Regions from separate parts of the Bombyx mori genome. Here region 1 is linked to region 2. Evidence: chromatin contacts called from public Hi-C data. All regions are on one chromosome and are shown on one strand. Each heading gives the region's core, a stretch centred on a gene start, on an enhancer-like site or on the middle of the called end of the contact. The rest is flanking DNA. Distances are from core to core; before and after follow the strand shown.

Region 1 (6,010 bases), core at 2,850-5,349, 42 kb after region 2:
GAAATTTGAATTTGGTTTGAAGGGTGGGGCGGCCGTTGTAACTATACCTGAGACCTTAGAACTAACATCTCAAGGTGGGTGGCGCATTTACGTCGTGGATGTCTATGGGCTCCAGTAACCACTTAACACCAGGTGGGCTGTGAGCTCGTCCACCCATCTAAGCAATAAAAAAATAAAAAAAAATTGTTTCGGTTACTGAAAACGCAGTGACTGCTAGTTGTGTTGGCGTGTCGCGTGCGTTCTCGTTGTACATAGTTAATGTGACCATACGTCCCGATTTGGGGGGGACAGTCCCGCTTTCGGGCATTCTGTCCCGCTGTCCCCAGTGAGGCCGACATAGTTCCGCTTTTACAAACCGGCCAAACGATAAATTTATTTTTCAATTCAATATAGAGCTAGAAGTGTTTAAATGGGCTAATCTAACAAAAGAGGTACAGACTAATTACAGAGTACTAACTATTTTGTGTTTAGTGCTTTGATTCTTTTGTGTTATTCTACCTTGTAAAAGAACATACTTGTAAGGCACTAAATACTTTTTTTTATTATATAATTTCGCTGATGTTTCGCAGATGACAAAAAAAAATTAATGCTCACGTTATACATAGTATCCGTCGGCGATCAATCGTAGATCTCCGGACTGCAGTTTCCTCGTATAATGCTGACCGCAATCGTGACGTTCCGAGAAGTACGCTTGTCACCGACAGCTGCATTACACTCAGTAATGACTCCACATTAGTCCTTACTGGAAATAATTTCCTACAAATGAAAACATCCGGATTTTATTCGAGTAACGCGGCAAGTTTATTTAAGTAATTAAATGATTTAAGTCTCTCAAACGTTCTAGAACGAATGCAAATTCAAACATGTAAACCGTTAGCTTAATATTAGTTAATTAGCGGCCCGCTCCGGCTCCGCTTAGGTCTTTGACTAAAATTTCAACGATATTTGACGTTGTTTCATTTTTTTAAATAAAAGAACACATATTCCGGCATAACTACAACATAATAGTTCGACATATGGTGTCGCGACACTTGTAAATAATAATGTGTTCTACAAAGTCGTAGTTCATTATTTTATTCTATCAACAATATTTTTCGCAGGGCACGCGATGTAAAGAATATTTTAGGTAACTTTTTTACACCTTTGGTTGTTTTACGCTATTGGATTTTTAGTAAGGATCCCTAATTTTTTCAGAAAAGATTATAGCCTATGTCACTCGGGCATAGTGTAGCTTCCAAACAGTGAAATATTTTTTTTAATCGGTTCAGTAGTTTCGGAGCCTATTCAATACAAACAAACAAACAAATCTTTACTCTTCATAATATTAGTATAGAAGTATAGATATAGATGTACCTAATACGTTTTGATGTTCGTCATCTTTTTGCGGGTAATTTAACGAAATTTAGCTTTAACAAACAGTTGACTTTTTGGCGGGAGCGCGAGGAGTGAAGTTGTGTGATTTGTTTTATTTTGTCTATTTAGTGTTTCTTCAGGTTTAAATGTTTAATAATGGTGATTTATTAAGTGTTTGATATGTGTGAAAGTGCACAAATGTGGGAAAATAAAACAAAGCCGCCGGACGTAACTTTTCGGGATCCTCCAAACAGTCCACTGAAAAAATCTTAGTAAATAACCACCATTTTACTGAGATTATATTTCATCCCATATCATCTCATCTCATTTCATTTCATTTCATCCCAGTGATTAATGTCTCAAATTAATCTTCTTCATTTCATTTCACTCCATAATATCATTTTTCATAAAAATATGAATATAAATTAAAATAAGACATAACTTAAAGGTCGAAGCTAACAGGTCATAAAATCCCTTAAAAAAATAAAATAAACAAACAGTAAGTGAGACGTTACAATCAAGTTACAGTTTAAAATTTATTACCATACTTTATGGATCAGTGCTCAGACAAGTTTTCACACGTCTCGACGAGTTGACTAATATTCGTGGTCATGACACTTTTTCGAAGTGCATCTAGGGCATATTCGGGTTATGAAAATTTGTTTTCCTTTAAACAGTTTTAATTTTGTAGGATAACAAAAAGCATACAGTTCGAAGCTGTGACTAATGAACACCTGACTAAGTCCATGTGACTGATGGGAGCCAAGAGTTCCCTTATTTTTTTTATATTCTGGGGTTGCAGCAGCTTAGAAGGCCCATGTTTGGTTATATCCAGTTGAAACTTCTAGTATGTGTTGGTACTACTGGCCACAACAGTAGTATTCGTGCTCTTTAAAGTAATCTACAAGTACCACAAAGTAATCTACTCCGAATAATCTGTTATAGTAAAAAAAACAAATTTGCTATGAAAATTTAGTCAGAACTTCATGCTACACTTTAGCAAGTGTTGGATCATTTTGAAACAGACAGACATTGTGATGTTTAGTTTCTGATTTATAAATATTCAAGAGATTCGCTTAAATTCACTAATCAAGCGGCAAAGTCGCTTCTGAAGACTAATGTAAATTTCGAACATCCATTTTAATAATCCTCCTAAATAATCTTAATTTCAAACTGTTTCAAATTCGAAAGGCGGAGGTAGTTCCTAATTCGATACGCAATTTTTATAAACTAGTATAAATATATCCGCTAATGGACTAAATGTGACCAAAACCCTATCGCGCAAGACATTGCCTATCGGAAATAGCGTTGGATAGGACACAGTCTATGGCGCAGCGAAGTCAACGCAGCATCAATCGCGTTTGAGTGGCAACCGTTAGGCAGGAGAAGACCTGGTCGCCCTGTACATACTTGGCGACGCACTGTGGAGAGTGAGATGAGGACTGCCAACGTGGCCTGGAGTGATGTCAAGAAGCAAGCGCAAGACAGGGTCAAGTCGAGACAACTTGTGAGAGCTCTATGTACCAGCGGGGTACCCTAGGACTATAAAAACAAGACATAAATATATCCAATAAAGTCTCCTCGTTTATATATTTTTTCCCAATACTTTTGCGTGGCACAGTAATTGTTGAAATTTAAGATTCAAGCGTAAATGACTATTGTTGTTTTTTTGTTTGTCAGGTTCAAAGACGGTGTCGCGTATCCGTGGTCGGCTGGCGTATCGAATCTCATCCTGTATCCGGAAGCTGCAAATCAGACGCTTTACACACGGCGGGCATCGCGCGCAGACTCTGGCAACTACACCTGCCGACTCAGCAACGAAACCCACATACAGACGCACACGGTCAGGCTCGATATACTAGGTACGTGTCTGTCGGCGTTAAGCCAGAGCTTTCACACAGTAAGGTCTTTTACAATGAAAATAAGTCGTCGTGGCCTAAAAGATAAGACGTCCGGTGCATTCGTGTTGAAGCGATGCACCGGTGTTCGAATCCCGCAGGCGGGTACCAATTTTTCTAATGAAATACGTACTCAACAAATGTTCACGATTGACTTCCACGATGAAGGAATAACATCGTGTAATAAAAATGAAACCCGCAAAATTATAATTTGCGTAATTACTGGTGGTAGGACCTCTTGTGAGTCCGCACGGGTAGGTACCACCACCCTGCCTATTTCTGCCGTGAAGCAGTAATGCGTTTCGGTTTGAAGGGTGGGGCAGCCGTTGTAACTATAATTGAGACCTTAGAACTTATATCTCAAGGTGGGTGGCGCATTTACGTTGTAGATGTCTATGGGCTCCAGTAACCACTTAACACCAGGTGGGCTGTGAGCTGATCCACTCATCTAAGCAATAAAATAAAAAAATGTAGGAAAGGAAAAAAAATATTGAAGTACTTTAAAATACTTGCGATGACGTAAATAACCTATTTCCAATAATTATTTTAATAATGGACTTAGTAATTATTATTAAATCAATTAGCCCTGACTCTGTTGGATTTATTGGTAACCGATTAAATTCAAAGAAAACTGCTTTAACGTGTAATTGTTTCGCAGAAAAATCGACAGACACACCGAGAACAATGTTCATTACGAAAGACCAGTGGGTGGAGGAGGGGGGGCATCTGCGTCTGTACTGCGAAGCGCTCATAGGTAAGTGGAGACACACATGAAACGTATCCTACGAAGCGCTCATAAGTAATTGGAGACACACATGGAGCGTATCCTGCGAAGCGCTTATAAGTAAGTGGAGACACACATGGAGCGTATCCTGCGAAGCGCTTCTAAGTGGAGACACGTATGAAGCGTATCTATGTTTTAGATTTAAAACATTTTTACGAATATGAGATACGTCGGTTGGTACGTGAATGTGATTAAAGCTTCACGCAGCCGTTCTGATGGTGATAACACATCATCGGGTAAGGTGTAACGCCTTCAAGGCACTAATAATAAATACTGTTCGAATTAAATGACGTAAGTGACGTGGGAAGCAAATATTAAATTGAAAATTACTTATTTCACCTTTTATAAAAACCAATTTAACGTTATCGCAATGTGACTGTTAGGTTAATGTTTTAATTAAAAATGCTTTAGAGACTTTAGAGTTTAGACGAATAACGATATTTTCCTGAGCGCTATGATATGTCCCTCTTCAAATGAGGGTTACGGAGAGTGCTTAGAGGTAGATAGTGGCTTGGCTGTACCACTGGCGTTGCTGATGTTCATGAACCATTCACCATTAAGTGGGTCGTATGCTCGTCAGCCTACAATGGCAATGGAATAATCAGATTAAGCTGGATTGAAATGCCATTCATTCAGTATGGGCTTAATAACAAAACTTATTTAAATGTTGACATTTTCGAATAATGAATTTTTGGCTATTGCCCTCTACGTCCACTTTGTATACGCTAATTTCTATACCAGCTCTTTAGACGACAGTATATATACAGCTTATTGGTATAGTGTTATAATATTATGTGTTATGTTAATATTAACAAATTTATATTTATTGTCGCGTAGGTCGTTCGAATTTAGCAGATGCCCGTAGCGACCTCCGCTGGAGGAAGGTCTGGTCGAACGGCACCGAGGGAGACTTGCCTCCCACGCAAACCGAAATCAAAACCTCCCGGTGAGTTTTTTTTCTATTTTAATTTTCATAGCTTAAATATGTAAACAAGCTTACTGTTGTGCTTCTAGTTTAAATTGATCACTGCGGCCCATAAATGTAAGAAACTAAATGCCGCCCTGCTCACATTAAGATACTAGGTCGATATTCTCAACTGTATACAGTTACTTGTATATAGTAATATATTTGTTGTGTGACTGTAAAGGGCGTCACACACGGCGAAGATACTATAATATTTTATATTAACATCGTCACACACGGCGAAGATACTATAATCTAATATATAAAATTCTCGTGTCACAATGTTCGTTCCCATACTCCTCCGAAACCGTTTGACCGATTCTCATGAAATTTTTTATGCATGTTCAATAAGTCTGAGAATCGGCTACTATCTATTTTTCATACCCCTAAGTGATTAGGGTTGTCCACCCCTAACATATTTTTTTAATTTGGAGTTTTTTTTTGTTATAATGAGGTATTATGTGGTTGAATGAGGTTTTGTTATTTTTATTATATATTCCATCAACGTTCACAGCGCTATATGCCTCTTTCACTCATTTACCACATCCTTACACACTTACAATAAATTAGTTTTTTTTTTCTACACTAGAAAGTCTCTAGAAATCTTATATATGGCAAGACAATGTTTGCCGGGTCAGCTAGTATTTTATATTAACATCGTCACACACGGCGAAGATACTATAATATTTTATATTAACATACAATATCGCTCGCTATACATTTTGTATGAACTATCGCACGTGGTTAAGATAATATATAATTATGTATCTTCGCCGCGTGTGACGCCCTTTATAAATAAACGGAGCACCGAGAAAATTGATTCTGCCGTTTTTTTTTGGTCATTATTTGGTGATAGTTGTTTTCGAAATTTTCATTGGACACATTGATATTAGCGCCGTTTGTCATTTCCTATCGTTCAGCTAATATAGGTCTCGAGTTGCGCTTAGAGTTAGTAATACGTCATTACGGATCCTCCCGATCCATTAACGGTGCTTTTAGGTACCTCAAACA
Region 2 (5,862 bases), core at 627-3,126:
TGCAGATAGCGGTACTTACAAATAATTTCGTTATAATATCATACGTAGGCTAAAAATCCCCCATATAATGGTTCAATGCTAAAAGCACTTGAAAATACTATTAACGGGTAAAATTCGACCATAAACTAACAATTTTTTTTTATTGCTTTCATGGGTGGACGAGCTCACAGCTCACCTGGTGTTAAGTGGTTACCGGAGTCTATGAACGTCTACAACGTAAATGCCGCCGTCCACCTTGCGATATAAGTTTTAAGGTCTCAGCATGGTTACAACGGCTGCGCCACCCTTCAAACCGAAAAGCATTACTGCTTCACGGTAGAAATAGACAGGCCGGTGGTACCTACCCGTGCGGACTCACAAGAGGTCCTACCACAAGAACCTCGGTCTACTTAACTTACAGCGCTACAGCATTTTAATAATTTTAGAAGTCTTAATAAGTCATAGTAACTTTAGAAAAATGTTACTTTACAAATACATCTACCATCTAAAACAAAATTGCAGTAAAGAACGTAGTGTTTTGTACCATGCTCTTTATTTATAATTAGGAACGAGAGAAGTCTTTGGAATATTGGCATTCTCGTTATGCAGTAGACACAGCGACGATCAACAGAAGACTCAAAGAGAAGGCTGACCAATTTCGCTGTGTTAGCGCTCGACGAGCAGAATTGCAAAAACTCGTATGTACAATCGACGATAGATACCTGTATCATAAAATCATAAGGTTTAAATTAGATTAAACGCGTTATATTAAAATACATATTTTGCAGTACGATCTACATGAAGGCGAGATGCGAGCTTGGCTTACTTTTAAAAAAGAACGAGCGGCCCGACTTCTTCGTGAGAAACGTCTTCGAGATTCAGCAACAAGAATACAAGCATGGTGGCGCGGAGTTATGGTCCGTCGTGCACTCGGAGCCTTTCGCCATTTAAGAAATGCAAAGAAATTACCTACTAAAGGAAAGAAGAAATAAATACATTAAATTATTGATATGTGCATGTGATTGTATGGATTATATGGATATTAGAAAATATCAAGGCCAAACGAAAAAATATGGATAACGAGGTTATTTTTAAATAAATTACATTTAAGTAACGCCTGACCTAAAAATATTCTACCATTTCGTACATTGTGCAGATTTTTTTTCAATTAAATAAAAATTGTCTCGCTCTTCCAAAAAAAAAAAAATTGCTTTTTGGTAAGAACGCGAGAAGCGAAATTGCGATAATTGATTTATTTTGTAATATTAAGGTATTCTTCAGATTTAAACGTGTAATAGAGGTGATTTTTTAACTGTTTATCATCTGAAAAGTGTAAAAATGTGGAAAAATGAATCAAAGCCGCTGGACATGCTTCTCGGGATCTTCTAAGCATCCACTGAAAAGGTTTCAATCAATAACCACCATTTTACTGAAACTATATTTTACCGCATATTCCGTGTCATTTAATTTCATCTCAATTGACAAATGTCTCAAAGAATCCTCATTTCATTTCGCCCCATAATATTTTTCATAAAAACAGAATATACGGGGATTAGACTGTTTGACCTTCGAAGCCTGGCCAACGAGAAGTGGATAAGGAAAGCCGAAGACTGGGCTCAGCAGTGTGGATTAGGAGAGAGCTATGTCCAGCAGTGAACTACTTTGTACTGATGATCGTGGTGATGATAGGCTGCATAGTGTAATACATGCGCCTTTTTAATTGGAAAAAATGAAACTAGCACTGTCAATAGTGTCAAACGTCAGTACAAGGAATGAAATAATATTGTCAATAGAGAGCTGTCAGTCGCATGTGGTTCGCCCGTGTAGGTAGTTGGTTATGTTGCTGTAAAGTAACATACTAAAATAACAAACAGCGATTTATCACGCCAAAATAAATAAATGCATTACAAAAAGCTTGATATTAAATAAACTCTTCTCAAAGTGTTGTGAATTTTTTTACATGGTGAGAGAAACTATCCGCTTTTGAGTTTCGTGTATATTCAATTCTTGGAAAGTTGGATAGTGATTCGGCGGATTCGGTGAGTAATCCTTCGTTTTTACCGTCACTTGTCTTAATTTTCTGCATTTACTGTTATAGATATTGATTACTTACGCCGGTGTGTGCTAGTTTTAAGAAAGTTTGGATACTTTTAACTTACTTTAATATTTTTTTGCTATCAATAAAAATTTCAGATAAACTTTTGCATAGCTATCGTCATTATAATTCAGAATTAATCTTGAATCGTTTCAAAATAAGATGAAATTTTAAATTATATGTAACACAATAATCTATAACAATTAAAATATATGTCTGTTTTAAATTTTAAAAAACAATCTGAACAGAATAAAATAAAATACTTGAAACCTGAAAATTATTATATTGGCTATTTTGTTCACTTTAAAGGGCGGGGAAACATCCTGGACCAAATGGTGTGGTAGCAAGCACATTGATCCTACAACATTGGTTGATCCTTTTATTGCATTCCAAGATAGAATATATACATATAAACATAATCATAATGGAAAACACTTCATTGATCACTACAAACAAAAATCTAGGTACTTGACACTAAGAATAGATAAGTTTTACTTTAACTTTTGGTGTATATTACACAATAAAGGAATATAAAATAAATTATCCCACATCAGTAAAAAGTATGTTAAATAAATTTTCTTCTATACCTTTCTATGACAAAATCCTTGAGTGGGGCTTGATAATGTTCATAAAAGGTTACTATATAGTACGGAGATAGAGTACGGACAGTCTTATCGTATTTACCAGTAAAATCGTAGGATATTGCCCAAATTGTAAAAAAAAAATTAATGAATAATAAATTTTTAAAACAAATTTGGCTATGAAATACAGATAAGATTTAATGGATGACTATTCAAAATTGTTAACTTCATATCAAATTTAAATCATTAGTATATTTCATTAAAAATGTATTTAGGAACAACAAAAAATGAAAATTTGCAATTTTAAAATACAAACATTAATAATGAAAGGAGGTTGATTTTGATGTACAATTTTGAATGCAACTCAAGTAAAAAATACTTGTGCAATAGCTAATTGCATTAACAGATTATTCATAGAGTTAAATGGAAGCCATTTGTATTCAATCGCAATCAGGATTTCTAAGTAATAGTTACCTGTTGTATTAACATTTTATAAGGCATTGAGTTACTGCTATGAATATTGAAGTTCTATGTGTTAAGTTATTAATTACTGATATGAACATATTCAATAATATTAATTTATTTAGTAGATTTTTTTTATTATAATTTAAGTAATTATGTAGACATCTTCCTTGATGTGCTTCATACATTGCAGTGTTTGCAATAATAACAGCCATATATGTACTCTTTGAAAGTATCACTAAATTTTTATGATTAAAGAAGTAGATTAATTCTGTTTCCTTTGAGCTAAAATCTTATTACTTAGTTTTGATTAATTTACTTTTAGAAACTGTTTCCTTTCACTCTCCATTGTCTAACATTATTAAAAATATCTCAATAAGTTTTAAAGCTATATTCAGTAAGATACACTGTAACAGATGATTTCGACAATTAAAATATAAGAAATCAGTTAACATGTACCTATTTGTTTTAATAATTAAAAAAGTCTCTAAGAAGCTACCATTTCACTAAAATTACCCGCCGCAAAAACCTCGTGAGACGTTGCCTTTTTCATGTAATGACAGCCTCGTCCGTACCCAGTCCGAGTGCGGTACAGTGGTAATTAGTGCGTTAATCGCGCTAGCTCGGTGCACTGTGCGAAGTTGATGCAACGTTTCCGAGAAACCGATCACCGGAGATCGCGGGAGGAGCGGCAAATTGCCGACAGATATGTGTGCCGCCTGTCGGTAATTGCAAAAATCACTCGAACCTCGCAGGCATGTTGCCAATGAAATCTCCCGGGGGAACGGACCTCCGCCGACTTGAAACGTACCGAAAACCGGTATTTTTGGTTATACCGCCGCACACTAAAGCCATTAATACATATAATAAAAAAAATACCTGTACTAGTAACCAAATCTCGTTCTACTAAATTCGTGAATGAAGCTCTTGTGAGATAAAAGATCAGATACGGATTCTTGTATTGAAATGGATAGAAAATAAGAGTATACCAAACAAGGTTTTAGCTTGTACTATTCTACGTCAATATCATCGTGAAAGTTCCACTCGCATATCCCAACCCTACACTACAAGTTCACTTCAGTGTCGCTGCACCTTTGTATCTGCAAATCCAATGTAAATAATGAATACCGGTTTTTTGTTACATTTGAAAGGCAGTAATGAAAATAAAATGTTTTAAAAATATATCCAGGTCTTGAGATTTTTTTTTTATGACCATTGTTTTGACATTTGAGATAAATGCTTTTGAAGTTTAATATCATATATTACCGATCTGACTTAGGTATAGGGAGGAAAAGCTCGTTAAGAATTGGTTATCTCCATCCGCCCGAATATTTTTAACAAAAATAAACTGCAAAGTAGAACAATAATAGGTGCAGAGTTTTTTTTAATTCGGCATTTTTTTGGATACGCACTGTTTTGTTATATACCAGAAAAACCTTCTTTTTTTTTAATTTTTGACTTTGACGTTTAACCTGGCCTCGGAACCAATTGCTGTCCTTATCTACCTTATCACGCACAGATTAAATATATTTACAGCTATTTAAATATAACTTCTCACTCAATAAAATCACTTCTTTTAATCTCTAACGAATACAAAGAACGTCTGACTTAAACATTTAGTCATATTTTATAATTTCATTGAATTTGAGATGCAATGTGTACCGCATCGACAGTATTCTCAGTAATCTGGCGTGCAAAAGTGGAACACCTAATTTCACTTCAATTCTCCGTAGCTATGTCATCATTTCCTCGTTGCGATCTCTTGATACTTTCGTATTGTCTCGCGATTGCTTTGAGGATCGAATAACATTTCTATTAAACAAATTATTGTGATTACGTATTAATTACCGACGGCTTTAACGCGGCTACGTATATTAAAGCTATTGTTTGTTTCTAGGTCGCGCGCCTAAATATCACCACACAGTGAGGGTTCATTCGGGAAAAATAATTTTGTTGAAATAATCTTTGAAATCACGAAATAAGTCATCTTGTAACGTAATTTAGAAATGATTTGCGAAGCAGTTTCTCGCACATAACAAGCAAAAAGTAGCAAGAATAAACAGCTTAAGAAATAATTACTTTTTGAAACGTGAAACACGAAACATGTAGCATTTGAGAATCAACTTACTGGCCTGTCTTACTTTGAATGTATTTTTTGTCTGTTTGCGCCAAAATAGTATAGCAAAACACGTAGCATTTTTTTATAAACATGTAGGCAAGTAATTATAATTGACTATTAAATAACTCTTATTAGATACAGAGAAAAGAGTTTTCTTTAATTGGGTGGTTAAATAACCATGTGCCGCTAGGGTATAATTAAAACGAATTTAAGAACGAGCAGCAAGCAATATCGCGCCAAAGAAATACAAAATTTATGGAGCTAGTGAGTAATAAGGGCATTAAATACAATATTGCCAAATGATTGCTGCTCGATTGCGATCGATAATTTAGTTAACAAATCCATTATATATGTCATACGTATGTATGATGGAGCTGTAGTAGATCGCCGACCTGGTTTGCTTACCTGTGCCTTCTGATAAATTTCCGAACAGACTATACAAACATCCGAATGACGTTACCCACTTTCTCGGGAATTCGGGTATGAAAGAATTTGAAAATAACGTTTATTAAAACTGATTTTGCACGAATAATGAATTTCTAAACGGCTCTTTTTTCTATTTTCAAAAGTTATTTCTTGAAATAAAATCATTTTTTGTTTGTTCACTCCACTAAATGGACATTTCA

What was found. Hi-C and Micro-C count contacts between places; a contact is called where the count stands out from the background.
Region 1: a contact with region 2 is called in a Hi-C map of midgut, with 1.8 times the contacts expected there. The contact joins the enhancer-like site here to the promoter of LOC101741113 in region 2. A contact is called at or near these places in 2 of 7 Hi-C or Micro-C datasets (midgut and whole pupa).

The regions. Positions count from the first base shown.
Region 1 is chr15:9,886,057-9,892,066 of ASM3026992v2, forward strand. LOC101741113 reads left to right here. Exons shown (of 11, transcript XM_004928407.5): 3 at 3,034-3,215; 4 at 3,910-4,005; 5 at 4,873-4,981. Among protein-coding and RNA genes, the nearest start is that of LOC134200205, 39 kb to the left of the region's middle. Within about 2 kb of position 4,100, at least 7 of the 8 cell types and tissues checked have open chromatin away from gene starts, as enhancers often do.
Region 2 is chr15:9,845,780-9,851,641 of ASM3026992v2, forward strand. It overlaps LOC101741113, which reads left to right and starts at 1,877. Exons shown (of 11, transcript XM_004928407.5): 1 at 1,877-2,018. It overlaps LOC101742401 (dynein regulatory complex protein 9), which reads left to right. Exons shown (of 8, transcript XM_062672595.1): 6 at 1-11; 7 at 546-677; 8 at 768-1,226. The coding sequence ends at 971. It overlaps LOC134200205 (a long non-coding RNA gene), which reads right to left and starts at 4,568. Exons shown (of 4, transcript XR_009975018.1): 1 at 4,384-4,568; 2 at 2,345-4,217; 3 at 806-951; 4 at 516-701.